Linked DNA regions of Sus scrofa: region 1 is linked to region 2. A link is a contact called in public Hi-C data. All regions are on one chromosome and are shown on one strand. Each heading gives the region's core, a stretch centred on a gene start, on an enhancer-like site or on the middle of the called end of the contact. The rest is flanking DNA. Distances are from core to core; before and after follow the strand shown.

What was found. Hi-C and Micro-C count contacts between places; a contact is called where the count stands out from the background.
Region 1: a Hi-C map of liver shows a contact between it and region 2, with 10 times the contacts expected there. The contact joins two enhancer-like sites. A contact is called at or near these places in 1 of 5 promoter capture datasets (liver) and 9 of 47 Hi-C or Micro-C datasets (embryonic fibroblasts, epiblast stem cells, fetal liver and 5 more).

The regions. Positions count from the first base shown.
Region 1 is chr2:26,714,355-26,720,239 of Sscrofa11.1, reverse strand. The region is part of intron 1 of ABTB2 (ankyrin repeat and BTB/POZ domain-containing protein 2); the gene reads right to left. Among named protein-coding and RNA genes, the nearest start is that of NAT10, 110 kb to the left of the region's middle. Within about 2 kb of position 2,494, at least 18 of the 83 cell types and tissues checked have an H3K27ac peak or open chromatin away from gene starts, as enhancers often do. A contact at or near this core is called in fetal liver and liver, where this site is marked.
Region 2 is chr2:26,598,867-26,604,820 of Sscrofa11.1, reverse strand. The region is part of intron 1 of ABTB2 (ankyrin repeat and BTB/POZ domain-containing protein 2); the gene reads right to left. Among named protein-coding and RNA genes, the nearest start is that of ABTB2, 22 kb to the right of the region's middle. Within about 2 kb of position 1,535, at least 12 of the 83 cell types and tissues checked have an H3K27ac peak or open chromatin away from gene starts, as enhancers often do. A contact at or near this core is called in fetal liver and liver, where this site is marked.

The DNA.
Region 1 (5,885 bases), core at 1,245-3,744, 110 kb before region 2:
TTTCCCTGTCTCCTTCAAGGTCAGGAAATTAAAAGCAAACATAATCACGCTCTGGTTAACACCTCATTCTAAGTTATCAGAACCCCACTAGCTGGAGGTGGTCTTCCGGTTAAGAGAGGCCCAGAGGGCCAGGAGCTTACCATTAAATGGTGAAATAGTAAGGCACATTTACTATGGCCCAGGGAGCCAGGGGCCAGAGGACCCAGTGCGAGATTAAAGGCTGCTGAAATACAGCATGATCCTTGCCAGCATCCTCAATTCTCTTTACAAAGATGGGTCTTTTTTGTTTGTTTTGTTTTGTTTTTAAAAAGAAGATGGTGAAAAGCAAACCTTACAGTGAATCCAGGGCTGGAATTCATCTCTCTTTGGAATCCTTGACAGTCCTGGGCCAGCTAGGGGTGGACGTGCTTGGTGAGCAGGCCTTGGGGTGCCTCTTCCCCTCTAGCTGGCAGCAGCACTGCTGATCTCAGGTCCAGCTCATCCAATTCTCAGGGGGGCTCAGACAGGCAGAGAGGAGCCACCATAAAATCATAGCCCAACAAAGCAGTGGGGGGTGAACCCAGAATCTCCACCTGCAATGCTGGCTTACTGGCATTTCAGTCATTTGTTTAATTAAGGTTCACTTCAGTTCCATCATAGACCCAGCGATGATTATGTCTGTAAAAGAATAAACTGGTAGAGAATGTGGACTGCTGCTTAATTTTTTTGAAGTTCAAAAAGACCCAGCAAAATGAAGCCTGTTCAGTGCCATTTCCCCCCTTTGCAAGAGAGTAAAATAAAGCCTGAGTAACCAAGCAGATCAATTTCAGGAAATTAAACCTAAAGGTGAACTCTGGAAAACCCGGCAATAGTCACAACATCGGGCAGAGTGTGGGGCAGAGAACTCACACGTGGACCACTGAGCTTTTTCCAGTGGAAAAAAGACCCCTGTGGTGTTCAGAGAACTTTTTAAGAGATTCTGGGTGGCCGCCCTCCAAAGCATTGATGTAACACATCAAGAACTTGAGTGACCCAGGAAGCATGAGTCTTAGAACTGCTGCCTCTTAAAAAAAATCCACCGCATGACCACAGTTCTTTGTCAAATGCCGTCCTTGACCCAGGCTGGTTGAGCACACCAGGTCCTGTGAGCCAAGGGCAACATCGAGGCCCTTTTGTATGAGGGCAACACCGTCAAAACACAAACCCAGTCTTGATCCCAAAATATCAGCCCTTCCCCCAACTCATGCATATAATCACCTAGGTGAGAGCGCTTCTCTCTATGCTGGGGCTATAAATATGTTTAGAACTACTGTGCTTTCTAAACTTCTTAAAGTGAATATGATTTACTGGTGCAGTAAAAAGTGATTGTTATAAAGAAACGGGATGTGATGGGGGAGATGCACTTGGAGCAGAGGGTGATAAAATGTTTCCTCTGAGCATGGGAATATCCATAATTTCAAAAATGACAGAAAAGTAGTTAGCTCAAATTAAAAAAATTTTTTTGGCCATGCCCATGGCATATGGAAGTTCCTGGGCTAGGGATTAAACCTGTGCCACAGCAGTGACCCTAGCACTTCAGTGACAATGCCAGGTCCTTAAACTGCTGCACCACAAGAGAACTATGACATTAAATTTTTATATAAGAAAACAAGGGGAATGTTTAAAAAAAAAGTACTATGATCTAACTACCTACAAACTCAGAATGGAGGTCATCTAACATAAAAGATAGTTATTTCTGCACGGGAGAACTTCAGATGACTTTTTTCTCTATTATTCTTCACATCTTTTTTTTCCTACAGAATAAATAATGAACACGCATATTTTAATAGGATTCATTTCCCCTGCACCACAATGGGAACTCCTAAACAAAATCATTATTACAACATTTTTGTGAGCTCACAGTGGCAAAAAAAAAAAAAAAAAAAAAAGGAAAACTTGTTTCCTATATAGACAGTACTTTAAAAAAAAGAAGAAGAAAAAAAAAAAAAAAAAAAAAACACCAAGGGAAAGAAATTCAGGAAGTTCCCGTCAGGGCGCAGCAGAAATGAATCTGACTAGGAACCATGAGGTTGCGGGTTTGATCCCTGGCCTCACTCAGTAGGTTAAGGATCCAGCGTTGCCATGAGCTGTGGTGTAGGTTGCAGACGTGGCTCAGATCCCAAGTTGCTGTGGCTGTAGCTCCAATTGGACCCCTAGCCTGGGAAACTCCATTGCTGCGGGTGTGGCCCTAAAAAGACAAAAAAAAAAAAAAAAAGAAAGAAAAAAAGAAAAAAGAAATTCAGGCACAAACTGTCCTATTTCCTAAGCAGGAGGTGAGATTTTTATCTGCAGGTCTCATTCCCAAATCAGCCCCTCTGAGAGCCAGCCCATTCACCTGGCCAGATGGTGGTGACTCAGGGGCCACCTCATGGGGGGTGTTGGGGGGACACCCTTCCTGTGGCATCCTGCTGACACTCAGCCCAACTGCATACTCACTGCGTTGAGCCTGCATGATCACGGCGCAGCCACGCAGTGGCCTGGACCGCCAGTACGGGGGCAGGGTCAGGCTGCAACATACTGGCACTGAGGACAGCGAGAGCCAGGGAAATCCTCATGCCACAAAGCCCAGTGTCACCAAGCATGAAAAGGTGACAGTGTTGCCAGTGCTGGGGGTTGGGAATACAGGTGGGTCTGGAGACGGGAGAGGAGGCAAAGCTTGTCCTGGGAGCCAAATCTGAGCTACATCCCCAGGGAGAGCAGTGCTGCTGGCAGGAAAAAGAGGGGAGCAGAAGTCTCCACGTGTCAACCCAGCAGAAGGAGAGGGTAAATGAGCCCGAGCACCTGTAATACACACACGTCACTCCTTGGGAGTTAAAAAAAAAAAAAAAAAAAAAAAGAGGCAATTATCACAAGGTCCAGGGCAGGAGGCCAAGATATTTATTAATAGAACATGAGTGCATTAGTCAGAAATGTACTGTGCTAGAGTCCTTCTAACAAACATAACCTGCTTCAGTCAGCTTTGCTTCCCATTCCAAATGGCTCTGGCTATTAGACACTCCAGATGATTTAATAGCATGAGTCAGAAGGAAGAAGGTTCAAAACTTAGCGCTCAATCTTATTGGCTGTGTGATGTTGGACTAGTTACTTAACCTCTCTGAGCCTCAATTTTTTCATCTGTATAACAGACCTAATAATAGTTCATAATTCACAGGATTATTTGAGAATTAAAAGAAGCAAGCATTTAGCAAAACATTTCATAAATATGTAGTAAATATCCTTCTATTGTAATATTCATATAAGTGGCCTGATTCCCAGGGCCAGTGCCTCTGGGATAAAGCCATCAGATATCATATAAAAGTATTTATCAGTATCCAGAGGAAGGGATGGACCCGATACTAATCTATCCTATTATTTCCTGAAGGTCTGTGCTGATAAAGAATCATGCTTTGCTCACCACGCAAGGGTCATTTATTCTTTACTCACTCACTCATTTCTTCAACTAATGAGCCAATACTCTGCTAGAAGTGGCTATGCTCTGAGGATAGAAAAATGAACAGGCCATAACAGATCTAGCCTCTTGATGTTTGCAGTCTGGTGAAGGAGAGCAAACAGTACACAAGCCAAGTCAATAATATGTGCAAAGGGCCACATGGAGTCAGACCAAGGAGCCCAGGAGGGTCTCTAAGCCAGACTACCTAGGCCTAGTAGTCAAGGAAGGCTTCCTGGAGGAAGGGACGTGGCTGATGAATAGTTATCAGTCTGGCGAAGGGGTTGTTCCCATGCAGAGGAAGAGCCTGTATAGGGAGGTTCTGGGACAGTGATAGGTTGGGGAGGGGCCCCTGGGCTTGTCACGAAGCTGTGTTTGTAGAGTCAGCACATTATTCAAACTTAGACTATGTGTTTATTTGGGGCAGCCTGGGAGGTGGCTGATGGAGATCGTTGCCCTCTCTCCACCCACGCTTAGAGCCACTATAAAGCCAGGATTAGCGGACTCTTCCTGCAAAGGGTCAGAGAGTAAATATTTTTGGCTTTGCGTGTCTCTGTCGCAACTACTCAACTCTGCCAGCATAGTGTGCATTTGAACAACAGATAAACAAAGGGGCACAGATCTGAATTTTACATCATCTTCATGTCTCATAAACTAGTCTTCTTTTCATACCTTTTCAACTGTTTAAAAATGTAAAACTAACTTTTGACTCGAGGGCCATATGAAAACAAGTGTCAGGTAGGATTTGGCCCCAGGACTCTGCTGGCTGCCCCTTGTCCTAATCCAGAGCCCCTCAGAGGGATGGAGAGGGGGTAGCTGGGACAGAGGCTAAGGGGCCGGGACTCTGTCCTGACAGCAATGAGGACTCACTGAAGGGGTTTCAGCAACTAAGTGACAGGGTCATAGGTGCATTTTGACAGACAAATCCAGCAGCAGTCTGGCAAAGGAGCATCTAGATTAGAGAGTCCCACTGCTGCCTGAAAACTTTTTTTTTTTTTTTTTTTTTTGGTCTTTTTGCCTTTTCTAGGGCCGCTCCTACGGCACATGGAGGCCCCCAAGTTAGGGGTCCAATTGGAGCCGCAGCCACCGGCCTACACCAGAGCCACAGCAACTCGGGATCCAAGCCACGTCTGCAACCCACACCACAGCTCATGGCAACACCAGATCCTTAACCCACTGAGCAAGGCCAGGGATCGAACCCGCAACCTCATGGTTCCTAGTCAGATTCGCTAACCACTGCACCACGACGGGAACTGCCTGAAAACTCTTCTTTGCTGAGGAATTCACAGTCAAAAAATTCACTTGGGCCACTGCTGGGCTCTTATTTCTAAAAAGCTGTCATTCCTTTTAGCTTTTGCCCCAAGCACTTAAACATCAAAGACGGAGGTGGCAGATTACATTTTTTGGAGCTAAAATTCATTGAGGGATCATTTTAAAGCCCAAATAAGTGAAAACCATGTTGCTACCTTTCAAATTGGTGATGTTCCTGGATCGGCATAAAACCGTCAGCAAATTTCAATCTCAGTCTTTACGGCTCAAAAAGGTCATTCACCAAGAATGGGAGAAGTCAACACGTGCCTCGAAATCTGGGCTAGAAACAAAGACACCCCAAGGCTAAGTGCGTTGGGGACACCAGAGTGCAGAGTTTAAGATACTCCCTTTATTGTAACTCATACATGGCACATATGGACATATCCTTGAACCACACTGCCCCTGCTCCCACACACAGAAAGGGGGGCTGGCAGGCAGTGAAATCCTGCAGACAGAGAGCACATTCTCTAAGGCTGTGGGACCTCTTGTCCCAAGGTTGACGGATGGCTTCAAATGTGGAAGAAGTATCTGAGCAGGCTTGGGACATCTGAGCACTCATTCACGGATCCCATCATTTACCTACTCAAATATTCATCACATGCCTATTAATTACACTGAAACTCGTGCCGAGAAGATAGAGATAAGGCTCTAGAGGAGAGGAAAAACAAGTAGAGACAGATAACGGCACCCTAAGGAGTGCTGAAGGAGGGGTCTGCAGTAGGTATGAGAAGCTTGGGAGGAGTCTGAAGAGAGGGCTTTGGCTATGTGCTGTCATCAGCAAGGGAGGAAAAAATAACAGGATGTTTCAGAAAACCCCGCTCACTCCAAGGACCCCACAGGGATTGTACAGACTTGATGAGAAGCAAACGGTCCCTGCTCATCTCACACAACACCGGGGTGGGTTGAAGAAGGGAGGGGGTGCAGGGGCAGAAGCTTACTTGCAGAAACCAAGTACCCGCAGAATGTTCATTCTCGGGATGGGGACATCCCAAACCTCCCTGTGTCCCTCCCAGGACACCGTGACCTTTCCCTGCAAAGATGTATGGAAACAGCCAGCCTGAAACTGCGCCCTTGCTCTCAGTGACCTTCCCTTCTCCTCTCCTGGCGCACAGAACCGCGATGCTGCCTG
Region 2 (5,954 bases), core at 286-2,785:
ATGGGAACTCCAAGGACTGGCCATTTCTGCCCAAGTGGCCACAGGCTTGGGAATACTGACAACCTTGCTTGGTAATACCATTCAGGTCAATAGGCCTTGGGTAATATAAAGCACTGGACCTTAGGACACACGCCTTCTGCTCCTGGCTGGGTATGTTTGGCCCTGGGACCTCAAACAAACCCTCAGTCTCTTCTGTAGGAGAATGAAGCCATCCACTTCTAACACAGGGAGGACACCGCAGAGCCATTTTCCAGGGTACCAGAGGTACTCAGCAGCATGGGCTTTGAGTCAGGAAGATTTGGATTCAAATCCCTAGTCCACCCTCAACTAACTAGATTTTTTTCTGGTAAGAGGCTTAATCTCTCTGAGCCACAGTTCGTCTGTAAAATGGAAAATAATCAGGATTATCAACTAGGGTTAAAGAGAAAATAAGATAAAGTCTGTGAAGTGTTCAGCCATGTACATGGTATAGAGTAAAGACTCAATAAATGTCAGCTATTAGAGCTGGGAGATCAAATGAAAAAGAATATGAAAATCCTTCGTAAAAACCCTAAGGCGTGGTACCCCTGTTAGGGATTATCATCGTCACCTCTCCTCACCCCTAAACCGGTCGGGGTTATCATGTCACAACGTGGGGGAAAGGCAATACACTCCATGAAATGAATTCAACTCCTCAAGTGCACCGATCCAGCAAAGCGGGAGAGAGAGCCGGCAGTGGGGGATGGGGGAACAAACCCACCCCCACCCCCTATAACTGTCACCTTGTCTACAGTGTAGCCCAGAAATATATCAGGGCAGTTCACGGAAACACGATCAATAGCGACCTGTTAAATGTTTCTCTGGAGGCCTGGAACGGATCCCACACTCTGAACGGTCTGGCCCGTTCTGAACTTTTCCAGAGCTCCATCTGCAAAAGTACAAGTAAGATCCCCTTCCTGATTTTTCAATTTCTTTTAACAACTTCATGGGCAGGATGAAAACGGGCTTCTTTATGAATGAGAAACTTCAGTTGCCGGACTTGGCAGCACGGGTTTCCAAGAAACCCCGCCGCGAGGTGGGCTGCCTTACAGCGGACCCCTCCTATTTTCCACTGGCACCTCCCATAAAATGAGTGAGGACTGGGTTTCAAATGGGCTGCTCGCAGGAAAGAGACCCCGGGGTAAAACCAAAAAGAGGTTCCTTCCAGGTGGTGGAGAGAAAAGTCCCCCCAGACTGAAGGGACCCTGGGTCTTTTTCAGTCGGGGCGCTTTAAAGACACACACACACACAAAACAAGCCTAAGCAGGGCTCACCACGAGCATACAAAAGGGTCACTTCAAATAACCTACGGATTGCTTAATGTGGAAAAAATTAAAGCTTGAAAATCAGGTCCATAAAATGGAAGGAGTCTTGGAAAAACAACCGCAGTTGATTCTGCAGTACCCGTTCAGGAAAATAGATAGATTGTGCTCGGACTCTCTTTTCTAACTGCAGCCTGTATACCAGCCGTGTGTATTTTGGACTCTTTCCCATCCTGCCATGATTTCCTGTCTCAGTCTGGGTCCCATGGTAACTGGAGAAATTTGGCGTGCGGGCCCCCTTCGCAAGGACTGGCCACCCGGGGCCAAGTGGGTATCTTCTTCCACAACAGTCTCTCTTCTGGGTCTGTGCAGGGTTACTCTCTGCCTCACAAAATCTTACCAATAACATCTTCAGTTTATAAATGAATCTCCCCACCCAGCCTCTCTCCCCCACCTCACAGGAAAATGAAAATCTTTTGCAGAGTCAGAAGACCCGTGGATTCACAATCCCATGGCCCAGGCGAGAGGGGCTTACAAGGTTGCCCAGGGGTGGGGGGTGGGGGAAACCCAACAGTGTCACCCTAAGCAGAAGAGTCAAACAATTTAGTAAAAATAGAATCTCATTTATGGAACAGACAGACGTTATCCTTACACATGCATTTCCTGAAGGTCCCAAGCATACACTGATGTGAGTCAAATGGTTTAAATGTCTGAGGGTTAACTTCCAATTATCTCAGATCTCAACCCAAATGGCACCACCACCTCCAGGACCGCGATAACTCAGTGCCCCCCATCGGGCTTAGGGAGCGTGGTCTTGCAAGGACAGCCCGGAACAGGATGTCTGACAAATGCCTGTTCGTGTTTGCCCCTTGCCCCCAGCTGGAAGCTTCACCCTGAAGGGCAGGGACCATAACTTTTCACCTGTATTGGGACCCAATGCTTGACATGACGTAGGTGTTCTGCAAATGTGTGTAGCATGTCCCGTGCAGACCATATGGTGAATAGAGAGAATCTGCCTGCACAGGCTCTTTGCCTCCTATGTCGTCACAGCCACCCACCCACTGCACAGTTCCACCTCCTCCTTCGTAAAGACCCGCCCCCAGGAAATGACGTGATCAGACACATTCAGGGGGAAGATCAGATGGAATCAGACATCATTAAACTATGACCCCACCACACACAATGGCTCCTCACCTCCCAGGCCAGGACACTTGTGCTTCCCTCCACCCCCTACCCTTGACCTAAGGAATTAAGTTATAATTCAAGAATTTCAGGCAATCACAGGGGAAGGTCATTTGAGGGTTTTGTTTTTTGAGGATGCACTGGAAGAGACGACTCCTGAAACCTCCTGAAACCAACTCCTGGCACTTGGGAAAGCCTAGCATCTGGGATCCCCCCAACCCACCCCACCCCACCCCACCCAGGAAGGCTGTTCAGTGCAGCCTCTCCAGCAATGCTGCTGTTGATCTGGCTAACAGAGCAAACAGACCCTCTTTGAAAAAGAGGCAGAAGCAGCCGGACTCCGCTTTCCTGCCCATTTCCTTTGCCTTATTAAGTGAGAAGAACTGGTTTCAGTTCGCAACCCTAAAAGCCACAGAGGGAAGGACCTCAGAAGTATGTTTGTGGAGGTCCCAGGGTGTGGATGGGCACAGAGCATCACTCACAGCCTCGAAGCAAGTGCCCAGGGCGAGAACCTGCGCCCCTGGGGGAGGAGCAGGCGATGACGGAGTCAGCCACCGCAATAACCCATCATCAACAGCCCTGCCTATTAACTGTTTTACGAACATTTCACTAATGGCTTTACACATGTTGCCTCATTGATTCTCTAAATTTAAAGCTAAAATAGCACAAGCACTACAATTTCGGAGTTCCCTTTGTGGCACAGCAGAAATGAATCCGACTAGTATCCACGAGGATATGTGTTCAATGCCTGGCCTTGCTTGGTGGGTTAAGGATCTGGCATTGCCATGAGCTGTGCTGTAGGTCACAGACGCAGCTCGGAACTGGTGTTGCTATCTATGGCTGTGGTGTAGGCCGGCAGCTGTAGCTCCGACTTGACCCCTAGCCTAGGAACTCCCATATGGCCCTAAAAAGCAAAAACAAAACAAAAACAAAAACGAACCAACCAAACAAAAAAACCTCCCCCCAAAAAAAACAATTCACTTAAACCCAAGTGTTATGTCTGGGTAAGATTTCATCAAATTGTACCCTTCAGATTCTGCCTTTCATGCTCCTCAATTTAAAATTAGGGGGCAAGAGTTCCCTTCATGGCTCAGCTGTTAACGAACCCAACTAGGATCCATGAGGATGCAGGTTTGATCCCTGGCCTCGCTCAGTGGGTTAAGGATCCTGAGCTGTGGTATAGGTCGCAGACAACAATGCTCAGATCTGGCATTGCTGTGGCTGTGGCATAGGCCAGCAGTTGTGGTTCTGATTCAACCCCTGGCCTGGGAACTTCCATATGCCATGGGTGTGGCCCTAAAAACACAATAATAATAATAATAAATAAAATAAAATTGGGGGGAGTTCCCTGGTGGTCTAATGGTTAGGATTCAGTGCTTTCACTGCTACAGCCCAGGTTCAATCCCTGGCCTGGGAGCTGAGATCCCACATCAAGCTGCTGCATACCATGGCAAAAAAAAGAAAATTAGCAAAACAATATGATACCTCTTCCTCAAATCACACTAGATCTCCTTACCTCCAAAATCTAAGCTCTTACCTCTTCTACTTTGTCAGATTCAGAGGAGAGAGGCAAGACACGAGGATCATTCATTTATGCCCAGAGGCCTGGACCTTTTCTTTAGGGAAGGAGCCACAAGTTAAAAAAAAAAAAAAGTCACAAGCAAAGGTCATGATGCTCGGTGGTGGCACTGGAAGCAGAGAGGCCTCAGATCATACCAAGGCAAACACCATCAGATCCAACCCAAACATTGCCTTCCCTCGGAAAGAAAACCTCCTGGCCAACACCAGTGCTCCTCAAGCGATTCCAGTGAAAGCCTTTATATCTGGCAGGCCAAGGGCAGAACAACCCTGTCTTTGTCCAGCTGCTTTAGACACACACAGGAGCTCATGCCCAGGACCTGCCCCAAACCTAAGAAACAAGGCAGCTTAAACATCCCCAGTGTTCCATGTTCCCATGTGGAAGCCACTGTGGCTGGAGGTGGAAAAGTGTGGTTCTCAAGGCAATTTGCACAGATGATAGGCAATCTCAGATGCTATTAATGGTGGCCTGTGGCCTGGTCCAGGTGGTTCACGGCATCACAATAATAGTTACCACCTAATTTTTTTAGCCTCAGGTGCACAAACGGGGTGTATCATCACCCTTGCTTCATGACCCCTCTTAGTTATCATAATGTGAACTCACCTCCGAAACAAAAGCTGGAGCCTTGACAACCATCTCCCTCCCCCAGTTCAAGCCTTTTCCTCTCCCCACCCAAGCATCATCCCATCATCTCTGTTCACCATCCCTCACTTGCTCCTGTCTACAGTATTTGGTGTGGGAGTGATGAACTCCTTCATTACACTTAAAAAATTTCACTTTGGGAGTTCCTGTCGTAACGCAGTGGTTAACGAATCCGACTAGGAACCAGGCGGTTGCGGGTTTGATCCCTGTGGCCTTGCTCAGTGGGTTAAGGATCCGGCGTTGCCATGAGCTGTGGCGTAGGTCACAGACGAGGCTCAGATCCTGAGTTGCTGTGGCTCTGGTGTAGGCCGGCGGCTACAGCTCCGATTAGACCCCTAGCCTGGGAACCTCCATATGCCGTGGGAGTGGCCCTAGGAAAGGCAAAAAGACAAAACAAAAAACAAACAAACAAAAAATTTAACTTTGTAAAACTTGGACCATGCTTGATGGTTTTTGTTTTTTTGCTTTTTAGGCCTGCACCCACAGCATATGGAAGTTCCCCGGCTATGGGTCAAATTGGAGCTGCAGCTGCCAGCCTACACCACAGCCACAGCAATGCAGGATCCGAGCCTCGTCTGTGACCTACACCCCATCTCATGGCAATGCCAGAATCCCGACCCAGTGAGCAAGGCCTCATCCTCATGGATACTAGTCGGATTCGTTTCCACCACATCACATAGGGAACTCCCTCTGTGTAATCTTTTGAGACTGATTTATCTTTTTTGATTACATTGCCAAGGTTCATTCACTTCCTATTTTCCCTCCTATTCTTGCTTTGCCAGTGGAGCCCACTCACCTTGTCAGCAGCTTTGCTTACATTTTTGCATTTCACCTTTATAACAGTAACTATAGTTATCCCTACTTTATAGATTAAAAACAAAAACAAGGAGAGAGGCTTCACACTTAAAAAAAGAAAAATCAGTTTGGCTGGGATTAAACCCAGATTTGTCTCCAAAGCCCTTGCTGCTTCCACTATAATAGTCAGGATGTGCTCACATACAAACGGACGCCCCATCATCCTACACAAAGGATCCCCAAGGACCTCTCACTCCAAACAGTCATAACATGCTGGACACTTACATGTCTGGCAGTTTCAGGCAATTTTTTTTTTTTTCCTTTTAGGGATGCACCTGCAATACATGGAAGTTCCCAGGTTAGGGGGTGAATTGGAGCTGCAGCCAACAGCCTACACCACAGCAATGCAGAATCCGAGCTGCGTCTGTGACCTATACCACAGCTTGTGGCAATGATGAATCCTTAACCCACTAAGG